Regions from separate parts of the Mus musculus genome. Here regions 2, 3, 4, 5, 6 and 7 are each linked to region 1. A link is a contact called in public Hi-C and HiChIP or PLAC-seq data. All regions are on one chromosome and are shown on one strand. The core of a region is the stretch at or near the end of the contact, and the rest is flanking DNA. Distances in the headings are between cores, read along the strand shown.

What was found. A called contact is a pair of places that touch in the nucleus more often than the background predicts. HiChIP or PLAC-seq counts read pairs in DNA pulled down with a chosen protein or histone mark.
Region 2: a BATF HiChIP or PLAC-seq map of CD8 T cells shows a contact between it and region 1, with 5 read pairs. The contact joins the enhancer-like site here to the promoter of Morrbid in region 1. A contact is called at or near these places in 8 of 39 promoter capture datasets (the C10 cell line, the HPC-7 cell line, cranial neural crest and 5 more), 3 of 484 Hi-C or Micro-C datasets (B cells, bone marrow-derived macrophages and trophoblast stem cells), 8 of 115 datasets of contacts at active chromatin or transcription factors (the 230-238 cell line, CD8 T cells, Th17 cells and 5 more) and 1 of 9 other capture datasets (embryonic stem cells).
Region 3: an H3K27ac HiChIP or PLAC-seq map of epiblast stem cells shows a contact between it and region 1, with 8 times the contacts expected there. The contact joins the enhancer-like site here to the promoter of Morrbid in region 1. A contact is called at or near these places in 1 of 15 datasets of contacts at CTCF or cohesin (large pre-B cells), 6 of 484 Hi-C or Micro-C datasets (CD8 T cells, bone marrow-derived macrophages, double positive thymocytes and 1 more), 11 of 115 datasets of contacts at active chromatin or transcription factors (CD8 T cells, T-cell acute lymphoblastic leukemia, acute myeloid leukemia and 6 more) and 1 of 9 other capture datasets (embryonic stem cells).
Region 4: an H3K4me3 HiChIP or PLAC-seq map of bone marrow-derived macrophages shows a contact between it and region 1, with 4 times the contacts expected there. The contact joins the enhancer-like site here to the promoter of Morrbid in region 1. A contact is called at or near these places in 1 of 39 promoter capture datasets (embryonic stem cells), 1 of 15 datasets of contacts at CTCF or cohesin (large pre-B cells), 1 of 484 Hi-C or Micro-C datasets (bone marrow-derived macrophages), 5 of 115 datasets of contacts at active chromatin or transcription factors (acute myeloid leukemia, bone marrow-derived macrophages and embryonic stem cells) and 1 of 9 other capture datasets (embryonic stem cells).
Region 5: an H3K4me3 HiChIP or PLAC-seq map of bone marrow-derived macrophages shows a contact between it and region 1, with 7 times the contacts expected there. The contact joins the enhancer-like site here to the promoter of Morrbid in region 1. A contact is called at or near these places in 1 of 484 Hi-C or Micro-C datasets (bone marrow-derived macrophages), 6 of 115 datasets of contacts at active chromatin or transcription factors (CD8 T cells, acute myeloid leukemia, bone marrow-derived macrophages and 2 more) and 1 of 9 other capture datasets (bone marrow-derived macrophages).
Region 6: a contact with region 1 is called in a Hi-C map of bone marrow-derived macrophages, with 23 read pairs. The contact joins the enhancer-like site here to the promoter of Morrbid in region 1. A contact is called at or near these places in 1 of 15 datasets of contacts at CTCF or cohesin (the NIH/3T3 cell line), 4 of 484 Hi-C or Micro-C datasets (B cells, bone marrow-derived macrophages and natural killer cells), 5 of 115 datasets of contacts at active chromatin or transcription factors (the 230-238 cell line, acute myeloid leukemia, bone marrow-derived macrophages and 2 more) and 1 of 9 other capture datasets (embryonic stem cells).
Region 7: a contact with region 1 is called in a Hi-C map of B cells, with 20 read pairs. The contact joins the enhancer-like site here to the promoter of Morrbid in region 1. A contact is called at or near these places in 5 of 484 Hi-C or Micro-C datasets (B cells, the BV-2 cell line, bone marrow-derived macrophages and 1 more), 3 of 115 datasets of contacts at active chromatin or transcription factors (bone marrow-derived macrophages and embryonic stem cells) and 2 of 9 other capture datasets (bone marrow-derived macrophages and embryonic stem cells).

What each region holds. Positions count from the first base shown.
Region 1 is chr2:128,428,075-128,430,774 of GRCm38.p6, reverse strand. Morrbid (myeloid RNA regulator of BCL2L11 induced cell death) reads left to right here and starts at 1,424. Exons shown (of 3, transcript NR_028589.1): 1 at 1,424-1,681.
Region 2 is chr2:128,085,836-128,088,535 of GRCm38.p6, reverse strand. Acoxl (acyl-Coenzyme A oxidase-like) reads right to left here. Exons shown (of 18, transcript NM_028765.3): 16 at 2,107-2,177. Among named protein-coding and RNA genes, the nearest start is that of Bcl2l11, 39 kb to the left of the region's middle. Within about 2 kb of position 1,360, at least 26 of the 459 cell types and tissues checked have an H3K27ac peak or open chromatin away from gene starts, as enhancers often do. A contact at or near this core is called in CD8 T cells, Th17 cells and regulatory T cells, where this site is marked.
Region 3 is chr2:127,926,374-127,929,073 of GRCm38.p6, reverse strand. All of the region lies in intron 9 of Acoxl (acyl-Coenzyme A oxidase-like), which reads right to left. Among named protein-coding and RNA genes, the nearest start is that of Acoxl, 73 kb to the right of the region's middle. Within about 2 kb of position 1,298, at least 49 of the 459 cell types and tissues checked have an H3K27ac peak or open chromatin away from gene starts, as enhancers often do. A contact at or near this core is called in CD8 T cells, T-cell acute lymphoblastic leukemia, double positive thymocytes and 1 more, where this site is marked.
Region 4 is chr2:127,982,081-127,984,780 of GRCm38.p6, reverse strand. The region is part of intron 11 of Acoxl (acyl-Coenzyme A oxidase-like); the gene reads right to left. Among named protein-coding and RNA genes, the nearest start is that of Acoxl, 130 kb to the right of the region's middle. Within about 2 kb of position 1,315, at least 2 of the 459 cell types and tissues checked have an H3K27ac peak or open chromatin away from gene starts, as enhancers often do. A contact at or near this core is called in bone marrow-derived macrophages, where this site is marked.
Region 5 is chr2:128,060,184-128,062,883 of GRCm38.p6, reverse strand. All of the region lies in intron 14 of Acoxl (acyl-Coenzyme A oxidase-like), which reads right to left. Among named protein-coding and RNA genes, the nearest start is that of Bcl2l11, 65 kb to the left of the region's middle. Within about 2 kb of position 1,328, at least 74 of the 459 cell types and tissues checked have an H3K27ac peak or open chromatin away from gene starts, as enhancers often do. A contact at or near this core is called in CD8 T cells, acute myeloid leukemia and bone marrow-derived macrophages, where this site is marked.
Region 6 is chr2:128,152,346-128,155,045 of GRCm38.p6, reverse strand. The region is part of intron 3 of Bcl2l11 (BCL2-like 11 (apoptosis facilitator)); the gene reads right to left. Among named protein-coding and RNA genes, the nearest start is that of Gm14009, 16 kb to the left of the region's middle. Within about 2 kb of position 1,380, at least 77 of the 459 cell types and tissues checked have an H3K27ac peak or open chromatin away from gene starts, as enhancers often do. A contact at or near this core is called in the 230-238 cell line, B cells, acute myeloid leukemia and 3 more, where this site is marked.
Region 7 is chr2:128,007,519-128,010,218 of GRCm38.p6, reverse strand. It overlaps Acoxl (acyl-Coenzyme A oxidase-like), which reads right to left. Exons shown (of 18, transcript NM_028765.3): 12 at 53-142. Among named protein-coding and RNA genes, the nearest start is that of Bcl2l11, 120 kb to the left of the region's middle. Within about 2 kb of position 1,313, at least 89 of the 459 cell types and tissues checked have an H3K27ac peak or open chromatin away from gene starts, as enhancers often do. A contact at or near this core is called in B cells, the BV-2 cell line, bone marrow-derived macrophages and 1 more, where this site is marked.

The DNA of each region.
Region 1 (2,700 bases), core at 175-2,674:
TGGAGTTAGCTTTTCATTTTCATACAGAGGAAGGAACTACCATTGTCTGGATTTTGCAAATGGGCCAAGTATATCGGTCTTTTAATGATAACCAGTTATGGTTTGTATTGAAAAGCCCTCCCCTCATATATTTTGCTGTTCTCGGAAGTCTGGGCAGACTGTGCTAGATAGCCTGCTCAAACAACACGATGTCCTGGAGGAGCTGGACTGGTGTTTGGAGGCTTTAGAGGACAATGTACTTGCAAGCTGTTGCCAAGGCCAAATCCTCCGTCTCCTTAGGACTGAACATTCTCAACCTTCCTAGCCCTGCTACTCCTTTAATAAGCTCCTCATGTTGTGGGGAGCCCCAACTGGAGATTATTTCCATTGCTACTTCATAACTGGAGTTTTGCTACTGTTATGAATTATAATATAAATATCTGTGATTTCCAATGGTCTTGGTTGTCCCCTGGGAAAGGGTCATTTGACCCTCAGAGGGGTCTTGACCTATGAATGGATGAGTTTCTTCCCTTGCCCCTGTACCCCCAAATTCTCTCTCCTCCCTGCCTATACTGTTAGCTTTTCCCTAACCTGTTTAAGAGACTCTCTGGCACACATATCTGCTCTTACGTATGCTGTGTTAAGATTCTCTGATATACTGAAATGTACGTTTCAAAAGTGAAACCTCTGCTTTTTTTTTTTTTTTTTTTTTTTTTTTTTGGACAGTGCTGACTTTTGGGGGCAGGGAGGGGTGGGCAAAGATATCAACAATCACAGCAACCCTACCTGGCCTCACCAGAGGCTGCTCAGTGGTACATGGGTTCCGCTTTCTCTGGAGTACTTCTCATAGTTCAAAAAAGCTTGAAGCTGCGGAAGACAGCCCCGCCCTCTGCATCATTCAAAAGAAAACTCAGACATAGAGGCGGGCTCTTGGTTCTTGCATGGAAACGTTCAGGATTCTTTCAAAGTTAGAGAACCATAACTTTGTTTTTTACTCCTTGGTTCTTTTATTCATGTGATTTAGCCTAGCAAGACTAAGTCACACATGCTAACAGCCAGCTCAGAATAGATATAATGATTTTAGATCAAAACTCTGTGCAGAAAAAAAAAAATCATGGACTGAAATAGGGGATATCAGGGCCAAGCAAACTCAGATGCCTTAAGGAAATAGCAAAAATGGGTTCTTCCCTCTTCTGTGGACGGCCAGCGTGTTACAGCACCCGTGTGCATGTGAGATCTCTGCCTTTTATTTTCAGTTACCCCCAAGTCTCCTAACCAAAGCGTCTCCTCCCTGATGAGGGTGATCACTGGCTACAAGCCTGGGGCTTCCACACCCAAGGTCTGGGAAGCTGCTCTTTCCGGAAGGGTGGTAGAGACCCTGGGAACCAGACCAGGCGGGCTCACAAAGTATGAAGAGAATGTCGGGAGAGGAAGTGGTGGCTCTGAGTCAGCACGAGTCATCTGGTTCCAGTGACAATGAAGACTGAGGTGTCTGCTTTGCAGTTTTTTTTTTTCTTTTCTTGTCTTTTTTTTTTTTTTTCCTAATCATGTGGACATCTCTGAGAATGAGGGGACTGGGTGACTTTGCAGTGTCTGCTTTCTAAGTTTCAAAGTGACTTTCCAGGCAAGCTGCGCATATCTTGGGATCTTCACAGCACAGTGGCTGGGAAGGCAGGCGGACCCGTCTATCAGCTTCTCCCTGGTGAGTACTCTCAGTCAAAGATGTTTTCCGTGCACCTCTGAGCTGTGACAGCTGCTGTGTTCTGGGGTAGACACTGCTTCTCCCAGACTTTGAAGGTTTTGTGAGGTCAGAAAAGTGGCTCCCTCTGCCTCCAGCCCACCTGTTGTGTCTGTTGCGGGACTCTTGGAGGAAGTTTCTGAGCTGTGCCTTGTGGATGGTGGCTGTGTGTTATGCTGTCTCAGAGGAGAGCGTGAGGCTTGCCTGGGAAGGAAGCCACCACGGATTCCTAGCTAGAAGCTAAAGTGAAGGTCAGAGACGGAGGTGGGTGAGTTTGTGTTAACTGGGCACTGAGGTTGAACTAGTTTCCGCTCCTAAGAAGCAGAAGGAAGAGCCAACCCCGGGGGCAGCTTCTGGTCTCTGACTCAGGCAGCCAGGCCTGAGCTGTCCAGCTTCAGGGCAAGAAGTATGGCAGCGAGGCAGAATTTTGTCTTTTCTCTGAACACGCTACATCCCGTGCTTCCCTTTAACGCTCCAGGTGGAAAATGTGTTCAAAAGCAGAAAGAAAAGCCACAGGCTAGGGACCAGGAAGGGCATGGTGGAAGATGGGGGAAGGGAGTGGGCTGAGTTACTGCTATTCTTACAAACATCTTTACTGTCAAATAAACAGTTACAGTAACTGCTGTGCCACTTTTAAAGCAAATCTAAAAAGCGGTCATTTGCTTAAAAAGCTGCATAGCAGGCTGCAGGGAAGACAGGAGCCTGTTCTGAGCAACTCACTGGGGCGTGTGGGGCTTCCCGGGTTAAGAATGAGTCAGCAACCTAACTGAATGAGCCCTGAGAGCAGCTCCATTCACTCTGAGCGTAACAGGAGTTTGCCGGCTCGGGTCTTTGCATGATATCAGCATTGCCTGGCCCTCTGTGAAGAGGATAGTCACACACGTTCAGCTTTCTCCTGGAATGTACCTGAGAGGTCTCTTGGCTGTCTCCTTGTCAGGAATACTGTGTTCGGCTTCTTCAGCATGCCTGGGCTGATGACAATC
Region 2 (2,700 bases), core at 111-2,610, 340 kb after region 1:
CACAAAAGAATTTTACTACATATAAACTCCAAGTACACCAAAGTGAACATCAAGGGTCAGCTGATTGAGTGTTCAAAATGATCTATTGTTCTCTTACATCCTTTTATACATATCCACAAAAAAATCCTACACATTCCTGTCACACCCACATGGTGGCCTCTCCTAAGTGACATGAAAGAAACCTCAATCTCTTGAAAAAAAAATTACAAAGTAGTCTTCGTAGATATGAGCAAAGCACACATTTTTGTTCAGTGAAACTTCTTTGATGAGGCCTGCTCAAATATCTCGAAGATACTGTAAAAAACACCCACAGACAGCTCTCTCAGTTAGTGTGGTCATACAGTCTGAAGAAACATGAAGGAAAACACAAAATCCTGAGAGGTGCACACATTCCAAAACATCTTGGGAAAGCTTGACCTTCTCCCAAGTCCAAGTGTTTATGTCTAACCAAGTGGACTAAAGGAGCCGTCTCTCCTGGTGCAGCCGTGAGAGGCAACAGGAGGCAGCTTGGGAGGAGGGGTGGCCTTCAGGTAGCTTCTGTTTTTACTCACTTGTCTTAGCTCAGAAGAAATCGAGAGAGGGACTCAGACACATGACCACAAGGGCAACTAGAAGTAGCCGGATGGTGTGGCCTCCTGAGCTTAGTGGTTCTGTTCTCTGAAAACACCTCTGAGATGCCCACATAAGTTTCAGTGAGGCTCACTTACAGGACGGAATGGAACCCAGTAGTCTCTCCCCCTGAACAGGGGTCCAGGTGATCAGGAGAGGAGAGAGAGAAGATGCCGGACAGAATGCAAAGGAAGAGGACGAAGGTTCTGTGTCTTGACCCATGAATGGATAATGGATAAAAGGTGAGTGTCTGTGACCAAGGCTGCTTCAAGGTCACAGGAAACCAACCAGTCCTTGGAAGGACAGGCTGAGGCATGGAGCTCATAGCAGGGAATGAACATCAGTGTGGGAGACCTCAGACTACCAAAACATCTCATGTGCTTAAATCTGTCAGGCCAAGTCAGGGCCTCACACAGCCTGGACTCAGATGAACTGGGCTTCCCAGATAAACTCAACACTTGGAATCAGCAGACCTTCCTTATTATAAAATAAGCATCATTGAAAGTTAAAAAAATAACACAAACAAACAAAAAAAATAGACAGACCAAAAATATCACCCCTTAGGCAAATGAGTTGAAAAATCCCTTAAGAGTAACATCCTATTTTTTTCCCACCCATTTCTCAAGTCAGAAGACACCTGGTAAAGAAACTGTATTTAGGTAAAGAAATGCAACTCCTGGTATACACGGTTTCCTGAAGGCACAGGATGGAAATGACATCATGGAAACACTGGTGTTCAAGGTCAGTATGTACATTTCTAGGTGAAAACAGGAGGCTTAGTCATCAGTGGAAACGTGCGTGTGTCTCTACACTTGCGAGCCGCTTTCTTGCCTTCAGACACAGTTTTTATTAAGATTGCACAGGCTGTTTGCCTGACCTTTATCGGCTCTCCTAAATGCACACCCTAAATATAGGTTATACCGCACTTCTGTCCATGCCATCAGGGAAGAGATAAAATGGTTATTCCTGAGAAGAAAAGGAGTTTGTTTTCGATTCAAGGACAAAGAACCTAAGACATGAGTTGACTGTCTCGACAGTTGACACAAGTGGTCTGATTTGTATGGCATTCCCGCTGGTGACGATAGGGAGGATGGGGCCAACCAGGAAGGTGTGGGATTCTTTGTCTTAATTAAAAAGTATAAATCGGAGACATGGAATTTGGCCAAGTCTCATAAATCTGCTGAAAGAATCGAGACTGTCAGAGAAGTTTAAATAAAACCAACCAGGTCCACTGAGAATCACGTAGGCTCCCTGCTAGTTGTCGACACCCACTTCCCTGTCACTTCTGTGTTCCACAGACTGTGGTTGTGCTCATTAACCAGCCACCCTCCCGCCAGCCACTGACAAGTGTATCCCCGTGGAGCACAAAATTCAGAGATGATAAATTTACTCCCGCTTGTAAAAAAAAAAAAAAAAAACAAAAACCGGTGCTCTCCTCCGGGCAATCAAAAAACGCTAGGAGGCTTTAAGGAAATAAGAATTTAGCTGATAACCTACCTTCATTAGCAAAGCCTGGTCCTCCCTGTTGGGACATTGCCTCACTGCCGTCGTGAACTGCTCTAGTGCAACTGGAAGGGAAGAGACAGAAAGGTGAGTGGCCTCCCTGGGGACTGCCAGCACTGCCATGTGGGGGACAACCTCATGGTTATGGCAAAAACACATGGCATGCTGGGTGTGGCTGCTTGGGGGCATGTAGAGTTCCTTGCCTGCTCACTACATGGGCTGAAATCCGTGTCAGTGACTTCCCCACAGTGGGCTAGGCAGATCACAAGGCCAGCCCGCATCCGTGGGAACCACCAGAAAGTCCTAGGTTCAGCCACTGCATGAGCCATCCTGAGAAAACACTCAATCTCCATTCCAGTGACTCCGTAAAGAGAATCCCAACAGCCTTGGTACCTTTGGTATCTACCTTTAACTACCCTCTTCCACAGTGATTTCCACTGCATTAATTCACTATGTGGTTGAAGCATAATATGTCCCCAGATGTTGACCCAAGCAAGCCCCAGACTTCCCCAGATGTAGTTAGTCATTTTTCCTCAACTTTCTCCAACAGAATGGCTAAGGAAAACACAAGATGGCTCATAGAACAGA
Region 3 (2,700 bases), core at 49-2,548, 500 kb after region 1:
TGGGAGGGGCCAGTGGGAGGGGACTGCAGCTGAGTATGGGGTAGCATCTGTGTGGCTGGGGAGAGGGAGGAACCAACTTCCTAAGGATCCATCACTGCCTTCTCTCCTGCCTGTTGGTGAAAGCCTGGGGTACCTCGGGAGGCGTAGCAGGTCTTCACCGGTCAGACACCTTAGAAGCCATTCCTAGATGTCACATAAGCCTGATGAACCCCTTAACCTTGGGCTCCCCTGGAATGCCAAGTCCAAATAAGACCTCCTCCCTTCCACCCCAGCATTCTGATTGCACAGCACCCTACAAGAAGATCCCGGGAGCTGGGAAGGGCATCGGTTTGCATGACCAGGGGAGCTCTAGCAGGCAACAGTAGCTGTGCCCCTGCCGGCTCCCTGGGGGCCAGGTGGGTTTTCCTCTTCTCCTTCCTCCTGGTGTGATCCAGGCCCAGTAAGTCTCCCTTTCATTGTGTCCTGACAAATAGATGGTGTGTGTTTTCTTTTCGCATTCTTTTTAATGGCCTGGACTATCCTCCAGTGCCCCAGCTGTGCATGTCAAACAAAATGTATTGGGGTCAGGCGGATTCTCACACCACACTGAACTGCACACCGTGCAAACAAAAAGCACTCATTTCACTACATTGTACATGCTCGAGAACGCTATACTAAGGGACTGGTGTAATTACTGCACTAGCCACTGGACTGGGCACAGGCTACAGCAATCTCTCTCTCTCTCTCTCTCTCTCTCTCTGTCTCTCTCTCTCTCAATTTTCAAATATAGTTATACAAAGTGTCCCTGTATCTAAACGTCCTATGCAAATACAAACATCTTACAAAGCGCACACAGATAAAATCAGCCCAGGTTGATGTACCCTGAGCAGGGAGCTCTGTGCCGTGTGACCTTTAGAGACAAGACAGAGCACATGTAGAGAAATGGAGATTTTTTTTTTATGTTATAAACAAAGGTGCAACCCCACAGAGAGTGTGTGTGAACTCTCTTCAAAGAAGGGCACACTTTAAACCTGGAGGAAAATAAGAAGGCAAGCTTCCTGTTTCAGGAAGAGGAAGAGGAAGCTTTCAAACGTGTAACAAGGCAGGTGGCCTCAGGAAACTGAGAAAAGGGTGCGTGGAAATATACTCTGATTGCCGCTGTGGCATTTTAAAGAAACAACATTTGTGTTTTGTTCCATAACTAAGTGAAAATCAGCCGAAGCTTTGGGGAAAGTCCGCTTGTTTGAAGCAAGGCCACCGCGGCTTGCTGCCTCTGGCTTTTGCTCTGCAGGCAACCAGCTCATTCTGCAGCCTGCTGGAGCAAAGACCCACACAGCTGAGGACAGATGTGGCTACAATGCCTCGGGAAACCGCCACAGGCTCACACACCTGCAGGTGACATCACCGCTCTATCTTACCCCAGAAATCTATTAGCATGCAGAAACAGGTGTCAGCAAACCCAACCCCACTCTTAGAAAGCATTCGGCCTCCCCAGCCAGAGAGTGGAAACTGTAAACCTGAGGCTGAACTCGCACTTGCCTGCAGAACGGAGCACCACCCCCACCCCTTACCCCCAATCCACAACTCAAACTTCCTAGGACAGCTGCTTCCCCATGTACAAAAGACTCCAGATGCAGCCACAACAACAGCAGGGAGAACTCCTTCCTCTGGATATTGTTTTTTCCTCTGAGAAATGTTGTCTCTGGTTTCATTTTGTTTTATTCTTGTTTCCCTGCGCTGTAGCCCAGGCTGGCCTCTAATTCGAGGTCTTTCCCTATGATTTCCCAGAAGTGGGTCACTACATCTGGTTAGAATCTTGTCTTTTCTCTAGCAAAAAATAGTTAATGCCTGTTAGTCCTTCCCAACCTCTAGCTCTCGAAGCAGCCTTTTCCCTTGAATCCAGGCCCAAGTATAAGGGAGGGCTTCCGCACATTTAGATCATTAAATATCCATGTGTGTCTGAGATGTTTGAAATAGTCCAGCAGACAAAGGGGTGACTAGTGAAGACTTAACCCTGGTAAGAGTCTGAGAACTGCAGGAACCGGGGAAGAAAGTGGAACTCGGCTGTCACTTTCTTTCGTGTTTGAGATTGTCTTTAACAAAAATATTTTTTAAATGTGTAGTAATATTTCCAGTTATTCGGCCTCACCCCTCCTCCCTTCCTCCTTTGTAACAGAGCCCTCTTTTTTGTTTTTTTAATCCGCTCTGCTCTGCTCTGTTCTGTGGATCTGCTGTGCTTCACTAATCCAGCCATAGGCATCCAAGTCCTCACCGGTGACAGCCCTAGAAATGACCACATGGCTTTCTCTGATGATCTGAAATGAGAGCAAGTCTCCTGAAGGGTTTCTGGAAAAGGTTTCCATCTACTAAAAAGAAAGAAACGTAGAGGAAGGCATGGGTCCTCCTCAGCTGCTAAATCCCATTACATATGCATGTGACAGCAAGGACCCCAGCGGCCATGTTGTGACCACAAAGGAGTCAGTCAAGACAAAACTGACAGCTCGGGGGCTGCAGAGAAGAAAGATCAAAGCTACCCTGGTCCTTGAGGATGTCATTGAGCCACAAAATAACCACGCCGAAACTGCTCCACTTCAGGGATCATTAAGTGAGAAAACAGTACAGTTACTGTTTACAGCGTGGAGCCAGGGGTTCTCTTGACTCGCAGTTAAGTTCATAATGCCTGACATAAAGCAGTTGGGGGAGAAATGGAAGAAACAATGA
Region 4 (2,700 bases), core at 66-2,565, 450 kb after region 1:
ACTGCTGCATACGTGAAATCTGAAGTATTGTCCTTACTGCCTCAGGGGCAAGAACTTATAAAACTTTAAACACACCAGTGCATAGAAAGAATGTGGCTTAGAAACGTGTCATTGCTTAGAAGCACAGGTGTAGCATCTATTTCCTTCCTTCTCTGTGCTTTTCTTATTTTCAAAAAACATCTACAGTGGGTATATACAGAAAGGATGCATTGCTTTTGCAATTGGGAAAAGAAACATAATGCATGTGGTTTTAAAATTGCTTCACTGAAGGGGGTGGGGATCCATCCCATATACAGTCACCAAACCCATACCCCTATAGTGGATACCAACAAGTGCTTGCTGTCAGGAGCCTGATATAGCTGTCTCCTGAGAGGCTCCACCAGTGCCTGACAAATATAGAGATGGATGCTCTCAGCCAACCATTGGATTGAGCACAGGGTCCCCAATGGTGGAGCTAGAGAAAGGAACCAAGGAGCTGAAGGGGTTTTCCCCATAGGAAGAACAACAATATGAACCAATCAGATTCCCCCAGAGCTCCCAGGGACCAAACCACCAACCAAAGAGAACACATGAAGGGACCTATGGCTCTAGCCGCATATGTAGCAGAGGATGGCCTGTGGAGCATCAATGGGAGAAGAGACCCTTGGTCCTGTGCCAGCTCAATGCCCCAGTGTAGGGGAATGCCAGGATCAGGAAGTGGGAGTGGGTGGGTTGGTGAGCAGGGGGAGGGGGAGGAAAGGATAAGGGTTTTTTGGAGGGGAAACAAGGAAATGGGATAACATTTGAAATGTAAATAAAGAAAAAATATATAAAAAAAATTGTTGGGGCTGGTGAGATGGCTCAGCGTGTAAAAGCACCCAACTGCTCTTCTGAAGGTCCTGAGTTCAAATCCCAGCAACCACATGGTGGCTCACAACCATCCATAAGGAGATCTGACTCCCTCTTCTGGAATGTCTGAAGACAGCTACAGTGTACCTACATATAATAAATAAATAAATCTTTAAAAAAAATTGTTTCACTGAGGAAATAACATGCCCTCCCTAGATAACACTCATGCTGAGTACTAGTGCCAGACATGAAAGCCAGAAGTTAAGAGGAGTGCCTCAAAGGTTAGGAGGATTGCTGGTGATAAGAGAGAAGCAGCAAAGATTATTGCCAGAACGGTTCCTATCTTAGCACACTATGTAATTTTTCAAGTTTCCTGCTCCCATACTAGACATGACATCACATTTGTCATCCCCTCAAAGGAGCTGCCAGTGGGGCACTCGTGCTTTGGATATGACTGACATACGGCCAAGGCTGGCAACTTCTCCATAAAAAGTCATGATGACTCAGTCAGTAAATGTCTGCTGTCCAAGCATGAGAACCTAACTTTAGATCCCCATCACCCATGCAGAAAGCTGCGGGTGGTGAATGCCCCTGTGATTCCAGCCCTGGAGAGGCAAGTAGATTTCTGGAGTTTACTGACCAGCCTGTCTACCAAATCAGTGATCTCCATATTCAGAGAAAGACCTAGTCTCCAGAAATAAGGTGGGACAAACGTGGGTGGCAGGACATAGAGAAATGAAGCTGGAACTTAACTGGAAGCCCCCTTTCTCCTGGCTAGCATGCCTCCTGCTGGCTAGAAGGTGCTAGAAGCTGCCAGAGGAGAAAAGTTGAAGCCATAATTCCAACCCGCCATGCCAAGTGCAATCCCTGGAACAATAGGGGCATGACTGTTACAGGAGTAAATGACAGATACCTGAATAGACTTAAGGCCAAAGAAGAGAATTCATGATTGGTACTTTAAACCTGTTTAGAAAGTCATGGCTAGAAGGTCATAGGCCCTGGGGTGGGGACGGGAGGACTCACTGCTGCTGTTTTCATAAGTTGACATCACATAATACTATCTTCTAAATATTTACATTTATATGCATAGATATATACCACCCTAAGCCTGGATCAGAGAAGCTTCTCTTTGCAGTGAAAGAGATACATGGCTGTTCTAGCTATGACTGATGAGCATGCAGCCCTAAATATTTATATCATGTATCCAGGCTCAGGGATTATCCAGAAGAGGTGGGAGAAAGAGTATAAGAGCCAAATGTTGGAGAGAAGAGCTACAAAACACTGTTTTCTGAGTGTGACAGAGAATTCATGAACGCACCGCAGCAGAGATCCCCTGCACTGGGCCTGAACAAAGCTGGGTTTTTTAGCAGTCATCCATGGATGGGAAGGACTCAGAGGGTCTCCCCCTCCCTGGGGAAACTATTGGCTGTTGATGGGTGTTGGGGAAGAAGAAATCATGGCCTTCAGTTGTATACCTTCTGGGCTCTAAAGGATAGTTCTGCAACCACAGTTTTACAGGTAGCCTTGCTTAAACTCAGTGGGTCACAAAACAAAACAAAAGATACAAAGGTAGAAAAGGGGTTTGTAGGAAAGAGGCAGAATGGACAGTAATGGACGGGAGACAGAAGACAGCAAGGGTAAGAATAATTAGATGTATCATAGCCATCAAAAGTGTCAAAAGGAAATTTAACTCATTAACAAAAGGTGATTGAGGAAGGCAGCCAACATCAACCACTGGCTTCTACATGCACACACACGAACAAGCACACACACTCCAAAATCCTTTAATTGTCTGAAGTAAAATAACGCACAGAAAGGTGAAAGGGGACAAGTTTTATGAATCAATCTCAAGTTCTAAGAATGAGAGAAAAT
Region 5 (2,700 bases), core at 79-2,578, 370 kb after region 1:
GTAGGAACATCACTGAGGTTTGTGACCTCAACTGACCACAGGGATCTGTCTACTGCCTTTGGAGAGGGTATTCTTGCATGAGCCAGTTTATCTGTCCCCGTGCCAACCCTGATCTGGGAGATCTCCATGGAACTTTATAGGTCTATGAGGACTGGCCCATCCTCACCAGATCACCAAAGTCCTGTTTCCCAAAGTCTGGCCTCAAATCAAGAAGCCAGCAGAATGTCTAGGCTCTTTGGGCTTACCTGTCTGCTGCCAGAACTGGCCCTCCACTGGGCATCTCTTGCAGTCTGACCTGTCACCAGTCTGACTATGTGGATTCTATGCTGCTGGGTAGCCTGGGGACCCATTACTATTTTTCCATGTGACATTGAAGTGTCTAACACAGATCCCAGCACAGGATAGACCCTAGTGAATCCTCATCGATGCCATTAGTCGAGACAAATAGGGCCACCTGTTGGACCTCACTGTTTCTAACTTACGTAGAAAACTGCAATGACTTTCCGGTACACATCCTAGCCACTGGGATGGCTTGTTTGAGTGAGACCTTCAAGTCCTGTCACTGAGATATAGCACATGCACTGTTAGATGTGAAACCTGTATCAACCTTGAGTTTGCAGCTCAGTGATATTTTAAGTGTCTGGAGGAGGTGCACGCGCATGCATACGTCCATGTGAATGCACGTGGGGGCAGGAGTTCCACGTCAGGATCTTCCCCAGTTGCCCTCCAGTCTGTTTTTTGAAACAGACTCTTTTGCTGAACCTGGAGCTCCCCGCTTTGGAAAGACTGACTGGCCAGAAAGGCCCAGAGAGCATCATTCCTGCCTCCTCAGCACTAAGACTACGGGTGTGTGATACATCAGATCCTGGGACTTGAACTCGGGTCCTCATGGCTGCGTGAGGACTTTAATAACCAAGTCATTTCTCAATACACACACACACACACACACACACACACACACACACACACACACACACAAACAACACTCATCAGTGATTTCTTTCATATGTGTACATACCCCCTGGAATCATGTCACTCAATTGAGAGACAGAGTTCCCCAGATAACTTCTGTGCTTCCGCATGCAGCACCACCCTCTCCCTCTCTGATTGTGACTGCTGCACTATATCACCGTCAGCTGGCTTTCCTCCTCCTCGACCGTCGAATACATGGGGTATCTGGTATACACGCTTTCACATCACTAAGCATGTCAGTAGAACTCACACATGCTGCGTCACATGATTCACTATGTGAAGCCAACCACAGTTTACTTGTCTAGTTTCATATCTATAAACATTCAGTTTCCAGTTTCCAACTTGGGGTTATTAATAGAGCTGTTAGGAACACTCCTGTATAAGGCTATTTATGAACCATGTAGCATCATTTCTTGGCCATATCTCTAGGGACAGAATTTCTGGATCATAGAATAAGTGTACATTTAACATTACAATAGACTTCCAAACTAGTGTGTGTGTGTCTGTGTGTGAGTCTCTCTCCCTCTCCCTCTCCCTCTCCCTCTCCCTCTCCCTCTCCCTCTCCCCCCTCTCTCTCACTGTGTATGAGTGTGTGTGTGTGTGTGTGTGTGTGTGTGTGTGTGTGTAATTGAACCCAGGGCCTTGTGCATGGTAGTGAATGAATGCTCTAACATCACGTTGCATCCTCAGCTTCTATGATTGCATTTAGAATGTCTTAGTTATGAGAGCCAGCGCTGCCCTGCGTTACCCCTGGGGCTGAGTGGCATCTAGCAGTTCAGTTGATATGCGTCAGTGGGTGGGTGTTGGTTCTTCTTTGTGGTTTTGATTTCTAGCTCTCTATGACTAATAAGATTAGGCGAAGTTTCACGTGCTCATTAGCTCCTCTTTTATCTTCTTTTATGAGGTGTCTTTTCAAGTTTTTTTGTGAAAACTTTTCTTAGATCATATCTTTTTCATTATTTCATCCTGGGGGTTCTTCACACATTCTGATAAAACCTTTTGCCAGACACAGACAGACACTGCAAGTAATTCCTCCCCTCCCCCAGGTTTAGTGTTTGCCTCTGCCCTGATGTGTGTCTTTCAGACAACAGCAATTTATCAATAGCTAATGTAAGCAATTGGTGCTTTCTGTGTTTCCCTAAGAAATCTTTGTTTACCATGGCTTCCAGTAGATATTGGTGATGCTTTTCTGTTTTCTCTGGAAATTTTACAGTTCCCCTGATTATATTCAAGTCTATGTTGGTCTTTAATAAACATTTGTGCACGGAGTAAGAAACAGACCACAGCTTGCTTCTTTTTCATTCAGAATCTACTTTTTCTCACTATTTAAAGAAAAAATCCTCCTCATTGTTTAATTTATTTCATGTGAGAATTTGAGTGGGCAAATATGTGGGCTAAGTGGGCCTGGCAGTGCTCTGCCGGTCTGCCTAACTTCCTGCCAACGTCCTCAGGCCTGGACTAGGACAGTCTCGGCACACGCTTTGAAATCAGTTGGCACCAGCCCTCAGTGACTTCCACTTTTTTCAAAGTTCTGTGGGCTATTTTACATCATTTGCATTTCCATATAAACTGTCAAGTGAGTTTGTAAGTTTACAAACACTCTTTCCAAGATTTTGACTGAAGTGGAGCTGACTCTGAAGGGGGCGTGGGACATCTCATGGCAACGTTAAGTCTCATACACTAACAAGATATGTGTCCTGCCATTGTTAATATCTCTTGACTTACTCT
Region 6 (2,700 bases), core at 131-2,630, 280 kb after region 1:
GAAAAATAAATTTCAGGCTTTTAAGCCTTTAAAGCAACCCCACAGGGCCCGTGTGGTTGCCCCAGACTACAAATGGCTGGAGGTGTCAGGACAAGAGGTGGCAGGGCCAGGACAGGTAAGCTGGATCCAACTCACACCTAGAAGGCATGTGACACCTAGGACCTCACACTCAAATTCCCAGAATGGAGAGCAATGATTGTGGACAGAGGCGACTCTGGAGTCCACACAGCGCTGCCTCTCAACGATTGAGGCTGGGAATTCCAGACTGGATCTGTGGAGTGGGATGCGAGACCAGACCCTGCGAGTAAGCTCAGCAATGCAGCTCAGATTCTGCTACAGTAGAGCGCAAATGCCAACCTCCTGTGTAGAGCTCGCACGCGACACAGCACTATGCAGAGAGCTGACCCCAGCGAGGGGGGCTTGGAGTAACAACCACATCACAACTAAAGGTAAAGGTTGAGAGAGATTTCAAATCACATCAAGAAGACCCAGAGGTGAGACCTGTGGCAACATAACCTCAAGTCCTGTTTCCTGGCAGTCAAGGTAGTGGGGCAAAAATGGTGGTGTTGGGCTGGAAAGACAGCTCAACGGCTGTGAGCATATACTGCTCTTCTTGTGTACCTGGGTTCTTTGCACCCTCAGATGGCTCATAACTGCCTGTACATCTAGTTTTAGGGGCTCCACTGCCCTCTGTCCTGAGAACAACCTGCACACACATGATGCGCACATACACATAAATAAAAGATGAATAAATAAGTCCTTTTTATAGACTGACAGTATCCTATCCCAAGTTCTTAGAGACAAAAGCGTCCGAGAATAGGCACACCCTCCGTTGGATGGGTGTTTTACATACAATGCCCACACTGAAGAGTCTTAAACTTCTAACAGGTTTGCATGTAAGGCAAGTAATCATAGGAAACTGAATTTTGGACTGTGAGACCAGGAAGGACTCTGGCAGTCTCTGCTGTAGGTGCTGACTCCTGAGAAGGCAATGCCAACGTCCTCCTGGATGGTGCACCGGCCTCCATCCTCACCACTGAGTGAGCCATCCAGGAGGCTGAGGGGTACCCACAACACAGCTATACCACGCCTCTATGGGATCCTAACCCAGCCGTCTAAACAATGTTGAGTATAGCAGCCATGAGGCCTTTCCCCTCTCTCCACCCTCAGACAGAGAATTTACTGAGATTTCCATGCTGGTTCAATGCCCACGGCTGCCTCGAGGCCAGGCAACGGCTGCCCAGGGACTGCATTCACTTCCCATTTGCCACAAAGAGAACATGTGCATCTAAACAGCCTGGGTCTCATAGCTTAGCGATCACGAGACGGCTGGAGACAGTGCACAAGAGGCACCCTACCGGTATGACGTAATGCCTCTGAACATCAGAGGAACAAATGTGCTCCCCCCACAACCCCCCAGCACAGCAAGCAAGCTGAGCGGTCGTCACAGATCTACCATGGCCACGCTGGCTTGACAGTTATGTACAGACTGCAAATATTCTCAAGGACCAAACGTGTATCCTATCTCCTCTGCGTCGTATAGCAGTAACTGTTAAAAGTGGAGGCCTTTTATAGGGACACAGAAACCACTTCACAATCTCACTCACAGCGGGAGGCTATCTCTCCACCCACCCTGGAGGTGTGACACACAGTTCTGCTTGGTGGGGATCCTGCCAGGCTGGCCTCAGAACCAGAAGCGGGTCCTGCTCTACAGCCAGCCAAACAGGGTTCAAGATTGGTAGTATGTCTCCTGTGAGAGCTACGAGGGACAAAATACTCAACTCAGGGCAGGAACATGCTGTTCTGAAATGCTAAGTGGGATGTAACACACTTTAACCACAACTAAAACCTCCTGCTTTGGTTCAGCGAGGTGAAGTCTAGGCAAGGGATGATGCAATCACCTTATTATTTTTATGTGTCTGCAGAAGGGCCAAACCGTCCTTTCTTTGCATCTTCATTTCCTCCTCCAGAGATTTAAAAAAAAAAAAAATTACCCTGAGAACCTGCCTGAAGTTCCCCTCCGGGCACCTGCACCTCCTCTTGGTTGCACGTTCACGGCTCCCTATCCCACAACGGCCGGGTAGCCCTGCAGGTGTAGCACCTGCCAGGCCCCACAGCACCCTCACACGTGGTGTGTGGTGTAGATCAACACAAGGATGTCTAGCCCAACACCCCGCCAGCCATTCGAACACACCCCAGTGCTTCAGTCTCCTCTCATATTTGCCTACACCCAGACAGATGCAGCCTGCGCCTGTAGGGTCCAACGCACTTGCTTCAAAAGCATGTCCGAAGCATGTAAAGGCAGCCAGGTGGACAGGGTTCCTGGCACCACTCAACGTGACAGAGAACGGGGTGATAATGGCACCCAGATTCTCGAGCACGCAGGGTTCAGCATCCGACACTAGAGTAGACCCCGTGGCTCTGGATGGGGTGCACTTGCTGACGAGCCAAGCTGCCCTCCCTCAGTAGCTACAGGGAACCCTCATTCAGAAAAGCAGCTCAATGCTATGGAGTGAATAACACAGCTCTTTCCGCTTGCCTCAGGGGAGAAACCGAAGCACTCGCCACCTCCAGTCACTAAACAGAGGTGGCATGTGTGGTTCAGTTCAGATATGAACAAAGCCTAAAACCAAAATGCCCAACCGCTCCCTCCAACTGCGACACACAATTGTGTCACAGACAAGAGCAGATAACAGTTCA
Region 7 (2,700 bases), core at 64-2,563, 420 kb after region 1:
TGGTCTTGAAAAGTGTGCTGTTTAAAATGAATAACTGTGTCCTAACCCTTACCTGAAGCATGACCACATTGTCACCTTCAAAGGTTACAAACACATCTGTGTCACATTTCAGGTCTGAGATTCTGGTTTCCATCATGTAACCCTGTTGCAGAGGAAGAGGAGGAGAGAAGGGAGAGAAAGAAGAAAAAAGTGTTTTAATTTGCAATGACATCATTACATGGGAAAATTAGTTCCCTTAAAATTAAAAGCACAGATCATTGAAGAGGAAAAAAGTAACAATGTATCTCTTACTCAGAATAATTTCAATATATCACATTATATCATATTATCAATATATCACATTAGCTTTGAGGTCACACATACAATTTTGGGTATTGTCTTCATTGTTGATAAAACATTGACAAATGGTTATTTCATTTTTAACCAAAAGATTTCAACTAATCACACCAATATGCTTTGTTTTCAAACTCTTCAGAATTCTACTAGTGGCTTACTCCTGCAAGAGAACAATGCCTCCCTCCACCCTGAACCACCCCCCCCCCCAAACGCTGAAGAGTACTGGAAGGCAGGTTAAAAATTCTACATTGACCAACTGCTCTGCTCTGTCAACTCACACTTTCTAGCTTCCTCCTCCTGTCTTTCCCTGCCTCCTTCCTTCTCTTCCTTTCCCTCCTCTCCTCCCTTCCCTTCCTCCTCTTCCTCCACTTCCTCTTCCTCTTTTTCACTTCTTAAAATCCTATTTCTAAGGTAGCAATTCACAGTTACCTAAGTGCTGTCAGTCTCCTCCCATAAAGAACTGGCCCTGGAGCACGTAGGTTCAGGTCCAGGCCAACGTGAGTGGAGTGTGGCATATCTCTGGCCTGGGAACTTTTCTCCTGCCAAGGCCTCTCTGCCGCTCCTCTGTCCTGCTTCCCTTTTTCATCTGGTTTGTTTCCTTTCTCACATTTCTCATTTCCTCTTTTTTTTTTTTTTTAAATTTCAGATTTCTGGCTTATCTGGATTCCCCCTTATTTATCTTACATCCTCACTTCCCCTTTCCCATCCTCCATACTGGCCATACCCACCGTACAGGATAACCCCCTTTCTCATTTCTCAGTTCTCACTTCCCTTTTCCCATGGCTCACACCTGGCTTCCTTGCCTCCCCCATAGCTTTAACATTTCTCACTTCCCGTCTCCCACCCACCGCACCCGCCCTAAGCGATGTACCAAATTTCCCCTCAGTTCTCACTTCCCTTTTCCCACCCGCTGTACCCTGAGTGTCCGCTGTACCGGATCACCCCTCTCTCAGTTCTCACTTCTCACTTCCCTTTTCCCACCCGCTGTACCCTCTGTATCCGCTGTACTCTGAGTGTCCACTGTACCGGATCTCCCCCTCTCTCAGTTCTCACTTCCCTTTTCCCATGGCTCACACCCAGATTTCTCTTCACCCTCAGACGCTTTACATTTCTCACTTCCTTTTTTGTATAAGTCAAAATTCCCACTTGTCTGGGTTCCCCTATCTGTTCATTTACTTTACAACGCCCCAGCACACACACACTCTTGTATCGTTTCCTCTTCCCCTTTATTTCAAGAGTCTTGTTTCCTGTTTTTCTCCTTTTCTCACCTCTCTTATTTGATTCCTCCCTTTCCTTTCTTACTTCCTTTTTTTTTCTTTTTTTTAATTTCAATTTCCTTCCTTTTAAAATTTGTTTGGTGTGTGTGTGTGTGTGTGTGTGTGTGTGTGTGTGTGTATACACCACAGCAGGTGTCCACAGAAGCCAGAAGAGACTAGATCCCATGGAGCTGGAGTTGCAGGCAGCTGTGAGGCACCCAACATGGGTGCTGAGAACCGGAGCTGTACCCTCTTCAAGAACAATGTGCTGAACAGTGAGCCACCACCCCAGCCCTAAAAACATTAACCAAACCAAACAACTCCCTACCCTCAGTGGGACTTCATTCTTTCTTTCTTAAAAATGCATTTACTTTTATTTTATGTATATGACTGCTTAGCCTGAATGTCCCCATGTGCACCATATGCATGCCTGGTACCAAGGGAAGCCAGAAGAGGGCATTGGATCCCCTTGAACTGGAGTTACAGGCAGTTATAAGCCACCATGTGAGTTCTGGGAACCAAATTCCAGTCCTCTACAAGAGCAGCAAATGCTCTTAACCACTGTGCCATCCCTCCAGTCCTTTAAACACACTTCTAAAATTGGCAGATAGCATATGATTTTATCATGTACAACTTATTCTTAAGTATATACACACAGAGATACAACAATGCTAATTAACAAACACACCACCTCACGTGGTTATTACTCCCATGGTAAAACCATATAACACCCACACTCTTTACATTTTTGAAGAATACAATGTATCATTATTAACTAATCTCTTAAAAATTCACTTCCTTTTTCTAGCTCTAATTCTATACCTTTAACCAATGTTGTGGTTCAGTACGTCAGCAGGCTCTTGGTCTGTGGGTTTGGCTGGGGAGAGGGGGCCTTCTACAAGGATTTCAGTGTTACAGCTCTTTTAGACAGAATTTATTGAAATGGCTTGCACATATATTTTACTTGGGGTGAATAAGGGCTATATAAACCTTGGAGAGTGGGAAGGGATTTTCAGGGTGAGTATGCATTTCCTGAGGGTTAAGGTACTAGGAACCTCTCTGTGGTGTTTTGAATATGCTTGATCCAGGAATTGGCACTATTTGGAGG